2 separate regions of the Mus musculus genome follow, and region 1 is linked to region 2. Evidence: chromatin contacts called from public HiChIP or PLAC-seq data. All regions are on one chromosome and are shown on one strand. Each heading gives the region's core, a stretch centred on a gene start, on an enhancer-like site or on the middle of the called end of the contact. The rest is flanking DNA. Distances are from core to core; before and after follow the strand shown. Region 1 holds the start of Mansc1 (MANSC domain containing 1). Region 2 overlaps Bcl2l14 (BCL2-like 14 (apoptosis facilitator)).

Region 1 (5,201 bases), core at 1,769-4,268, 210 kb before region 2:
GGGCTGATCCCCGAGTGATCATGTTCCCTCTCTCTGAATTACTCGGGGTTTTTTTGTTCTTCCTCTTCCTCCTTCTTTGGCTAGCTGACCTTCTCCTTTTTTGGATCTGGTTTACATACATCTTCTTGGAGGGCCATCCTTTGAGACGCCTTAGTTGGCATTTCTTCATTCTCTCCATACCTTAGTCAGGTTTCCAGGACCGAGCAGTGCAGGGTGTAACATTATCCCAGCACTCAGAAGGCTAAGGAAGGAAGATCTTGAGTTCAAGGCTAGGCTTGGCTTTATAACAAGACCCTGTTTCAAAAAAACATAACAAAACCCCATCATGCAATGAGGTAGCAGTGGATTTGATTGCAAGTTAAACATCTGTTTCATTATCAACACAATGTGAAATGTTTATTCTTACAGTTTTTTACTACTCTGTGGATTGAAAGTAAGGCCTTGTACATGCTAGGAAAATACATGGCCGCTGAGCTATATATATCCAGTCCTTAACCTTTTTTTTTTTTTTTTTTTTTGAGATGAAGAGATTATTCAGTGGTTAAGAGTACTTGTTATTCTTGCAAAATACCTAGGTCTAGTTTTCAGCACCTATAAGGTGGTTCATAACCACTGTAATTCTAGTTCCAGGGTATTCAATATGTTCCCCTGTCCTTCTAGGGCACTAGGCCCGTTCACACATGGTATATATACATACATTCAGACAAACATTCATATACATGAACACACTTTTTTGAGACAGGGTCTCACTGTGTACCTTTGTATGTCCCAAAACTCACTATGTAAACCCGGCTGGCCCTGAACTTACAGAGACCTACCTGCCTCTGCTTTTGTAGTGCTGGGATCAGAGGTGTGTGCCACCATGCCCTACAAAAATAAATCTTAAAACATAGTGTTTAATAGAAGCTGGGCAGTGGTAGTGCACGCCTTTAATCCCACCACTAGGAGTTTAATCCCTGAATCTTTGAGTTTGAGGTCAGCCTGGTCTACAGTGTGAGTTCCAGGATATCCAGGGCTATACAGAGGAAGTTTAACAGGCAGTTGTTAGCTGCCTGATGTGGTACTGGGAGCCAAATTTGGGTCCTCTGGAAGATCAGTGTGAACCCTTAGCCATTTCTCAAGCTCTTGGTGTCTTTACTAATTTTTTTTTTTTTTTTTTGAAACAGGGTCTCACTAAATTGTCTGCTAGCTTTAAACTCACTCCTTAGCTAAGACAGCCATTAAACTTGTGATTCTCCTATCTTAACTTTTAGCTAGGGTTGTAAACCTGTGCCTCCAGGCCCAACTCCAGGAAGTTTTTGTTAAGCCACCATTTTCATCAGTGACCTGTGTTCACTGCTGTAATTCAAGACAAACATATAACAAGACCATTGTAGCAGAACACTAACGCGGACATGTCTTTGTTGTTTGAGACATGAAGTCTATGCAACAACCGAGGTTGGCCTGATCTTCCTGCTTTCGAGTCTTGAGGTCAGAGATTACAGGCAGGTGTGAAGATACTGTGCAATCTGAAATTCCTAATAGTGGAGGTTTGCTTAGTTCCCATCACACTCACAAACTCACACACACACACACACACACACTTCATATCATCTACAGAGACAGAATATACATCCACTTCATCTTGTTGCTGCAAGAAAATTACCCCAGCGCAGTCATTAATCCACACTGTAGTCTAGTTTTCCTTGGCTACTCCTTGGTACCAAGCTGTGGCAACATTACTATAACTGGAAAGTAGGTCACCCTCTACCTGCCCCGAGTTGGTATCACACAATGGACCGTTGTTCACAAGCTTTCTCTGACGACATATACTTCCTGCAGCTACTGGTTAAAGCCAGCTTATGTGTTGACTGTACAGGCCCAGAACAATCATCTATAACTGCGGCTTCAAAACTCTTCCGCCCCAGCCAATGTGAAGATGGCGCCGAAAGTTAGACTGGATTACATCAGTCTCTTAATGAGGTTTTATTCGTTTGGGGTTATATGCAAACAGGAGTGAAGGGAGCAGTCAGAGATAACTTAACCACTTAAGCCTCGTTTCTATTTATTTGGCAACAAGTACTTTTTTTTTTTGGTTTTTTGAGACAGGGTTTCTCTGTAGCCCTGGCTGTCCTGGAACTCACTTTGTAGACCAGGCTGGCCTCGAACTCAAAATCTGCCTGCCTCTGCCTCCCAAGTGCCGGGATTAAAGGCATTCGCCACCACGCCCGGCTAAGAAGTACATTTTAGTCAAATACTTTTAAACCACCATAAAGCCAGAGTGCTACGCTAAGTGTTTAGGGATGTCATTTTAACAGCTGTGTCAGACAGCACTGCTTTCGTCGTTATTATCCATACTCATAAACAAATCATGACTTGGGAGGTAGAGGCAGGAAGATCAGGACTTAAAAGTTCATACTCAGTTACACGTGGAGCTGGAGACCAGACAGGTGAGAACCTGTCTCAAAGAAAAAAAAAGCCAAAATAAACAACAACACACAGCAACAACAACCCAGTACATCCCGGGAAAAGCCATGTGCCTTACAGAGTTAGCTGGAGAACTGCCAGCTGTGACTGAGCCCCTCCCGTTCCCCAATTGTGGAAATAGACTCTCCTAATTATGCCCAAATTAGGATGCTCTGTGATCTTTGACCAAGAAGGTGTCCTTGAACAGAAAGTGGAGGTGAACCCCTGTGACACCTGCACTTTGGAGGTAGAGGAAAGAGGATCAGGAGTTGAAGGTCGTCCTTGCGTACCCAAAGAATTCCAAGTCGGCCAGGCCTTCAGATAACGTCTGGAAACAAAAAGCAGCGCTTATTGTGGTTGCTTGCTAAAGACAAGAAGACTGCGACCCAGCGTGGAGCGGGAGTACACCTGGGTGTGTGACCTCCCCATCAGCACCTGTGCATTTGCTCTTCATGGCTTCCCCGCGGCCGAGCGGCACGGTTTAAGACCCTTGGTGACCCCGAGAGTCAATCCTCCCCCTCTAGTGGCTCTCAGTGCGTTGGGTGCTGGGGATCTGGCGGCTAGGTTCGCACATCCCGGCTGGGGCGGTCAGGCTGGATGTTGCCTGGGAAGCAGCTCCGGGTTGCAGGGCAGGGACGCGCCCTTCCCCCGTGCAAACTTTCAGTCGCTGCGACGGAAGCAGGAACTTGGTCACGACAAAATCTGCGGGACCGGTGCGGGAGCTGCGGAGCATCCCCTGCGATCCTCCCCAGAGCCTTGCGCCGCTTCGCTGGTTCTTTGCAAAAGCGACCTAACTGTCCTTGGGCCCAAGCGCCGCGGGGGCCACAGGGGTCTCTCGCTTGCAGGTAAAGGCGTCTCTTTCCGCCTCTGGCTGGCCTCGGGTAGACGCGACCCCTTGTGGGAACAACTCCGTTCCTTTCCGGGGCCCAGCTCCAGCAACCACCCCGAAGCGACCCTAGGGACCAGACTTGGGCAAAGTGGGGGCTGGCCTGGATAGTCCCCAAAACAGATGGTAGGGCGGGCTTGAAAGCACCTGCTATAAATGGCACAAGCTCCAAATTGTCTGCAGAGGGCGGCTGAAGCAATTCAGGGAGTAGCATGTACTTGCTCAAAGGACGGAAAAAGTTCCCATGTTTTCTCCTATGCTTTCTCTTCCCTTTTCCTTATTCAACCTGCTGTGTGATACTCTGTAAAGGTGGGGGTGGGGTGGGGGTGGGAAGGGAGAGAGAGGGACAGAGAGAGACAGAGACAGACAGAGAGACAGAGGCAAACAGAGACGGGGAGAGGAGAGTTACCTACCGACTTCTTGATAGTATGCTGTAAATGATTGCCAACACTTGAAATAGTTACATACAAGTTAAGTTTGAGCGAGTCAGCAAGCTCTCTTCTCTCTATGTCTCTGTCCCCCTTTTCAACAGGATTAAGTTGAGCTTCACACCTTTAGTGGATTAGATAACTTCATGAACTAATGGCACTACAATTGTGCTAATATGTAATTCTTTTTATTTATTTTATTTATGAGTACATTGCCACTGCCTTCAGACACACCAGAAGAGGGCATTAGATCCCAATTCAGATGGTTGTGAGCCACCATGTGGGTGATGGAAATTGAACTCAGGACCTCTGAAAGAGCAGTCAGTGCTTTTAACCTCTGAGCCATCTCTCCAACCCTAATATGTAATTCTTAATCAGGGATCAAAAAAGCCAGAAGATCTAAGTCACCTAAGAGCTGTTGGATATCCCTAATGAAACTATTTGTTAATTTAATTGATTACATTTCCCTGTGTACCCCTGCCCAGCCTGGAACTCATTACTTAGACTAGGTTGGGCTTAAACTCACAAGATCTGCCTGCCTCTGCTTCCTTGGTGCTGTAGTTAAAGGTGTGTGCCACTGCGCCCATACCTTTTTGGGGTTGTTTGGTTGGTTTTGGCCTTTCAAGACAGGGTTTCTCTGTGTAGTTCTGGCTGACCTGGGATGAGCTCTGTAGACCAGGCTGGCCTTGAACCCAGAAATCTTCCTGCCTCTGCCTCCAAGTGCTGGGATTACTTTTCTTTTTAGCTTTATTTTTGGTTTTAAGACTAAAAAAATATACATACTTGTATGTGCACACATGAACACATGTGTTTATACCCTGGTGCATATATGTAGGTCTGAGGACAACTTGTGGGAATCAGGTCTCTACTTCCACCATATGGTTCCCAGGGATAGAGTTCAATCCCCAGGCTTGGTGGCAAGCCCCGGTACCCACTGAGCCACCTCAAAGGACAGTGCTCTCTGCTCAGCAGCAGTCACTGTAAAGATGCTGAGAGCAGAGCCCCTGCTGTCTCCTGCTGTCTCCTCCCACAGTTCAGGTTTCTGTGCAAGCGCGCCTGTGCGAGGACAGGCCATATCAGACTCTCCTCCCTTTCCTTTCCCCTCTCGAGGCTCCATGGATAGAATTCAGGAAGTCTGTGAGCTTTGGGAAACTTTATTACTTCCCTTTCCTCTAACTGAAAAAGCAGCGTTTCTGTCAAGAAGGACGTAGGCAAAGCCATAGTAGGGTTAGCAGCGACTGTGACTTGCCACCACTAGAACGCACAGCTACATTTTGTAGGTGTTATTCATTACAAAACTCTCAAAGGATTGCATTCAGCACTGCTTCAAAACTGCAGCAGTTGCTTGATCCTCCACTCATTTTCACCATTAATAAAGCAGCACACATACAGCACACAATTGTTCTGTTGTTTTACCTGGACGTTGAATTAAAAATAGGCCT
Region 2 (5,895 bases), core at 373-2,872:
CAGTGTGGACTTCTGGTTGTTTAGGATGAAGAGGCCAGCCTCAGATAAAAGGACTATGCCCAGGAGTTTGTGTTTGAAGCGGGACAGTCTTCAGAAGGGACTAGCAATTCCCCATAGGCTGGGGTAAGGGGGCAGTATACAGGGGCCCTTCCACACCTTCATCTTTTCTCCCTTGCAAAGAAATGCACCCAACATGGCGTGGGGTGCTAGCATTGCTTGAAAGAATGTTCTTGGTGCTTTTATTTTTATTAAGCTTAATTACATTTGAGGGTAACCTTTATACATTGGAGAAGGAGAGGTGATCTCTCAGTTCCCAGGAAAGTGTTCAGTAGTCTGATACTCCTTGCTTTTATAGTCACAAATTTCCCCTTAAGTTTAATAGAAAACATTCAAGTAATGCTTATAGGTAAACAAGGCTTCATACACACGACCACATCTGTCACCTCAGCACTCAGGAGTCCAGGGCTGCAAGGTCGTGAGTGTCAGACCAGCACAGACTACAGATAGCTCAGAAAAGTGTGTAACATACAACTCATCTTTCCTGAATTTGTAAGCCAGGAAGGGATGTACTGTGTGTTTCCACTCAAGGAAGGAAGATTTACACGGCATAGACTCAAGTTATAGCCACCCAGAAACAATGCAGCTTTGTATCCGCTTGGGGAAGGCGGGGTAGAGCAGGCAGGTACTTGGCTGACTTGTTGGGTAGTCACTGGTGTTCCACCAATCAGCTCACTGTAGGAACTTGAAGTGGTTCTGTGTTTGGTCCCAAGTGGAGTAGCTGAGTGTAATCATACTGTATTTGGAGAAGAGCATTCATTCACAGTAATTAATGATGGGGGTGGGTCAAGAGGTAGGGGTTAGTCTTGGCTACATAGCGAGGTCCTATCTCAAATAAGTAGTAAATAAACCCATACATACATACATATATGTATATTTGTATATATATATATATATATACACACATATCCAAATAATCTAGAATAATCTAGAAAGAAAGCCATCTCTGCCTTTCTCTTTTCTTTCTACTTGAATGGAGATATGATATCTAGAATCTCCACAGCCCTGTAGAATATGTTCTTCAGAACATCCAACATATAATTAGATATGCATAAAACTATGTATTATGGGAGCTGGAGAGATGGCTCAGCACTGGCTGCTCTTCCAGAAGTCCTGAGTTCAATTCCCAGCAACCACATAGTGGCTCACAACCATCTGTAATGGGATCCAATGCCCTCTTCTGGTGTGTCTGAAGACAGTGACAGTGTACTCATACATAAATAAATCTTAAAACAAAAACCTCTCTGTATTATGGTTATATACATTGTAATATATGGTTATTAAGCCTAAGATACAATTTAGCCAATAAACCCACTCTCTCAAATTTAGTTTTTATTCTTAATCTCATCTGAAATTTATTTTTCTTCTTTCTAAAAGGGGAGGAGATGATGTGAGTGATTTCTTTTGAAAAGTTAGGAGGGAAAGCCAAACAATACTTTTGTCATTTCCTCTAGGAAATGCGGAAGGAAGGCTGTGGAAACTTCCTGTCTCTGTGCAGGCCACAGTGACCCCTAAAGCCAGGTCATTGGGGCCTCCAGCTCTGATCCACAGTTGCTGACGCATGCGTGGGAAGACAGGGCAGGAGAGGAGGGCGGAACCCCTCTTGCTGTGGCCTCAGCCACCCGTGCATTTAGAAGCAGATGAACAAATCTGAGAAGATGGCTTCGTGTGGTTCAGGCAGTGTGTCCGCCACAAAGTCTCACTGCCTCTTGAGTGATGGGTTCTGCGTATTCTTAGGAGCCTGCATCCTCGCAGTCTAACTGAAGAAGTTCCCTTGGTCACAGGCTGGTTTGGAGCCATCCATGTCCATGCAGGGCTGATTCCAACTTAGAATGATCACAGCCCTTTAAAACTGAGCCGTTACTGCCATCTGCTGACTAACTATGGACAAGTTTCCTAGGCCCAACAAACCTGGCAGGAAGGGGCTCTGCTGAGGTGGGAGTGGGTGGGATGGCGGGAGAAGCGTCTGCTGAGGTAAAGGGCACTTCAGTGGTGGTAAAGTGGGTGGAGGTAAAGCCCTCAGTGATAGTACAATTTCTTTTTTCCTAACAAGGGAAGACTTTATCAGTTTTTTTAAAAAAAGAATAGTTTACATTTTTTGAAAAACTTCCCTTTTTAAAAGATTGTCTGCACGCATACCAGAAGATGGCATCGGATCCCATGGGACTATAGTTACACACTTTGTGAGCTAGCACATGGGTGCTGGGATTTGAACTCAGGACCTCTGGAAGAGCAGCAGTGCTCTTAACTGCTGAGCCATCTCTCCAGCCCGGTGGCTTATGTTCTGAAAAGTATTTTGTTTCTTTTCAGTTTTCCAAGACAATCTTACAGTATAACCCTAAGCTGGCCTCCAACTTGTTAAGTACCCCAGGCTAGCCTAGAACTGGCCATGCTTTTCTTTCTGAATGCTGAGGACGGCAGGTATGAGCCAGTGTGTTCAACTGAAAACCTATCTGCTTCTATCTCTTTGCCTGAGTGTCTTTCTTTCCTTCTTTCCTTCCTACCTTCCTTCCTTTATTCTTTCCCTCCCTCCCTCCCTCCCTTCTTCCTTCCCTCTTCATCCCTGTTACTCCTCTCATGCCTCTTCCCACTGCCCCCTCTCTTTTCTCTTCTCTCCCTTCTCCTTCCTTCCCTTTCTCTTTCTCCCTCTTTCCATTGTTTGTTTATTTGTTGTTTAAGACAGGGTCTCATGTAGCCCAGGTTGGCATTCATCTCACTATATAGCCAAGGCTGGCCATGAACCCTTGAAAGTCCTGCCTCCATCATCTGGCTCTTCTCTTTGGTCTTTCCATCAACCGGAAGAAGTAGGAGAGGGTGTGACTCTCCAGTATATGGGTGTAAACACAGTACCCAGGCTCCCCAGAGGTGAACTGGCCCAGGAAGAGGCAAAGCCTCTGCCCTGGCTAAGGTGCCTTCTCTCTCAAAGCAAGCTTCTTTACCATCACAGAGCCAGAAAACCCCTACTGCCACCATCCCCTCCCACCCTTCCCTCCTTGGGGAAAGTGGGTGGTTACGGCGGAAATTAAAGAAGTGGAAAGGCCTCTATCTTCAGCAGGTAAGAGGAGGCCAGCCTCTTGGCACACACAAGGAAGGAGAGTGGTGCTAGGCAGAGCTGTTCACAAGCCTACCTTCACTCTCCAGGCGCTGCTCCACACTGCTCAGAGACCTGGGCCAGTGCTGGTTGTGGAAGCCACTCTGCCGCTCTACCGGGAAGGGGCCCTGAGGACCCTGAGCTCGGATCTCCTTTGGGGAGCTCGGCAGGCCTTCCTCCTTCTCGGCCACCCTGAAGAGTGTTCTCCAAGAAGACTTCTTCTTGCCCAAGCTGATGTTCTTTTCGCTGGAGGGGGAACCTCTGCAAGGCAATGATACCTGTGTCCAGGAATCAGTTGACCAAGTCCCCAGGGCTTTCTGGGACAGACTCCTTGTTCTGGAGAGCTTGGGCGAGAAGACAGCCGGGGTGTTCTTGAAGACATGGTGTCTGGCGTAGAAGGCCAGGATTTTGAACTCTATGCTGTTTGGATCATCATCCTCCAGGGGAATGTCTTCCAGGTCATACACACTGGTGCTGCACATGCTGGGTCTGGAACGACAGAGGGCAAAGGTGCTTAGCGTGGGGGAGGGGGGCATTTGCTTTGCAGGTTAAGAGAAAGCATGGGGGAGACCTGGGAGAGCATCTTTTGGCTCTGAGATCACATTGTTAGGATAGGCAGGAGTAACCAGTGTCAGAAGAGCCTGGGGTACTTAACAAGTTGGAGGCCAGCTTAGGGTTATACTGGGACGGGGGGGGGCAGGGGGGGGGAGACAGAAGCATACACAAGCCAGGTAATGACAGACTACGGGCTCTAACGGAGGGGAAGATAGCTGGGTGTGGGGAGGCAGGGGGAAAGTCCGCTTCATATGGAACAGGTGAAGGCAACAGAAAGACAGGGGATGTGCTTTATCTTTAAAACTTCATGGCCAGTTGCCTGGAGGTGGTGGCACACACCTTTAATCCCATCACTTGAGAGGCAGAGGCAGGCAAGTCTCTGTGAGTTTGAGGACAGTCTGGTCTACAAAGCTAGTTCTAGGGCAGCCAAGGCTACATAGAGAAACTTTGTCTTGGGAAAACAAAACTCAACCCATCAAACAAATAAAAACCAAGAACCATGCTGGGGAAGTGGTGGTGCACGCCTTTAATCTCAGCATTTGGGAGGCAGAGGCAGGTGGATTTCTGAGTTCAAGGCCACCCTGGTCTACAGAGTGAGTTCCAGGACAGTCAGGGCTACACAGACAAAACCTGTCTCAAAAAACAAACAAACAAACAAAAATTCAAAAACCAAAGCAAAGCAAACTAATGAACCAAACAAACCAAAAAACTGCATGGGCAGAGAACTTATGAAGACATGCTTGAAGTTTGCTGAGAATGGTACAACACAGGTATCTGATGGCCAGGGCTTGTGTCATGTAGCCCAGGCTGGCCCCAAACTCAATAATTTGGAATCATTCAGAGAAAATAAGTGAAAAGGCAGGTGTAGACACACACACGTATACATACATATGCACACACATATGTTTACATACACTTTTATTATTATTGTTGCTGTTATTAATTATTTAATGTGTATGTGCCTACACATGCCACATGTGGAGGTCTATGGTTCAGTTCTCTTTCCACCACGTGGGTTCTGGGGATGACTCTCAGGTTGGGAGGTTTGTGCATCAAGCACTTGCTGAGCTGCCTTACCAGCCTCATAGCTACCACTTTCGAGTAAGGTATTGAGCAAAGACCTTCTACACTCACAATACTCCATACCCTGTGGGTGTTGTAATTCCTAGTCAGTCCACAGAAATCTCAGGGTCAGATATGGAATGCTGTTTTCCATAGGGCACAAACTAGTTACTGTTGTAGGTAAGCTTCGGATTCGAATTCGGATTAGAAGACCCTTAGACCTGAAGCACAAGCTGTTTGACAATACAGCCTCAGCTGAATTTTGAATGGAAGGATAAATGGAAGGCCAGGCTTTCTTGCATCTGAGATGAAAAGGGAGAGAAGGCCTTGGTGCTCAGCAAAGCAAACTCTCTGCCAAGGCGGAGATTCTCTGGCAGGGAACCAAAAAGGGGTAATTCTAGGATAACTTCAACAAAGAAAATGGTGCAGCGTCCACTCCTTCTGCCCATATGGTTATTTGGAGGAAATGAAGATGATCGAACCACTTCTGCCCATTTCCAGGCTTGGGGTGTTATTCCTAAAGGAATTATGTGATCATGTTCTCCCATAGGAACATGGAAGAGCTCCCTACAACGCCCATTACTGCCTTTCAATATCATAACGTAAATAAATAACGGGACCTCTTACTCAGTGACAGCTTACTCCGAGAGCCAATTACAGGAAACAAGCCATGCAAGCTGAGGCAGAAGGTACCTCAGAAGGCAGAGAGGAGAGGCTAAGTGCACCACAGCCTCTGCAGAGGGAGCAGAGACCCCTCAGACTGGTCTAAAGACATGTCACAGATTGTGAGTGTAGAAGATAATGCACGGGTGGCATGTATGTGCACATACACACTATACAATAATAATATATGTGAATATATAAATATATGTATGTGTATATGCATGTATATAAAATGAAAGTTATACCAGGCACGGTAGCTTATGATCAACACTAGGCAGAAAGATTGCAAGTTCAGGTCAGCGACTATCTTATTCTTCTTTTGTCATGTGCACATCAATTGCTGACAAGAACATGTCTTGAAAACAGGTCATCAGGTGACATACTGCAAACTGTATACTGATGCATGCTAAGAGGGTTATCAGACCAGTTGCTGATATGATCTCAAGGAACAATCCTTATACTTTGTA

Evidence for each region. HiChIP or PLAC-seq counts read pairs in DNA pulled down with a chosen protein or histone mark.
Region 1: an H3K27ac HiChIP or PLAC-seq map of embryonic stem cells shows a contact between it and region 2, with 5 times the contacts expected there. The contact joins the promoter of Mansc1 here to the enhancer-like site in region 2. A contact is called at or near these places in 24 of 39 promoter capture datasets (the 3T3-L1 cell line, 3T3-L1-derived adipocytes, the C10 cell line and 16 more), 4 of 15 datasets of contacts at CTCF or cohesin (the G1E-ER4 cell line, the NIH/3T3 cell line, embryonic stem cells and 1 more), 47 of 484 Hi-C or Micro-C datasets (the AML12 cell line, CD4 single positive thymocytes, the HPC-7 cell line and 24 more), 36 of 115 datasets of contacts at active chromatin or transcription factors (the 230-238 cell line, the HPC-7 cell line, SST interneurons and 22 more) and 3 of 9 other capture datasets (adipose tissue, liver and pancreatic islet).

What each region holds. Positions count from the first base shown.
Region 1 is chr6:134,630,305-134,635,505 of GRCm38.p6, reverse strand. It overlaps Mansc1 (MANSC domain containing 1), which reads left to right and starts at 3,018. Exons shown (of 4, transcript NM_026345.4): 1 at 3,018-3,290.
Region 2 is chr6:134,421,353-134,427,247 of GRCm38.p6, reverse strand. It overlaps Bcl2l14 (BCL2-like 14 (apoptosis facilitator)), which reads right to left. Exons shown (of 7, transcript NM_025778.3): 3 at 3,186-3,637. The coding sequence starts at 3,630. Among named protein-coding and RNA genes, the nearest start is that of 4933406J09Rik, 21 kb to the right of the region's middle. Within about 2 kb of position 1,622, at least 39 of the 459 cell types and tissues checked have an H3K27ac peak or open chromatin away from gene starts, as enhancers often do. A contact at or near this core is called in adipose tissue, bone marrow-derived macrophages, embryonic stem cells and 5 more, where this site is marked.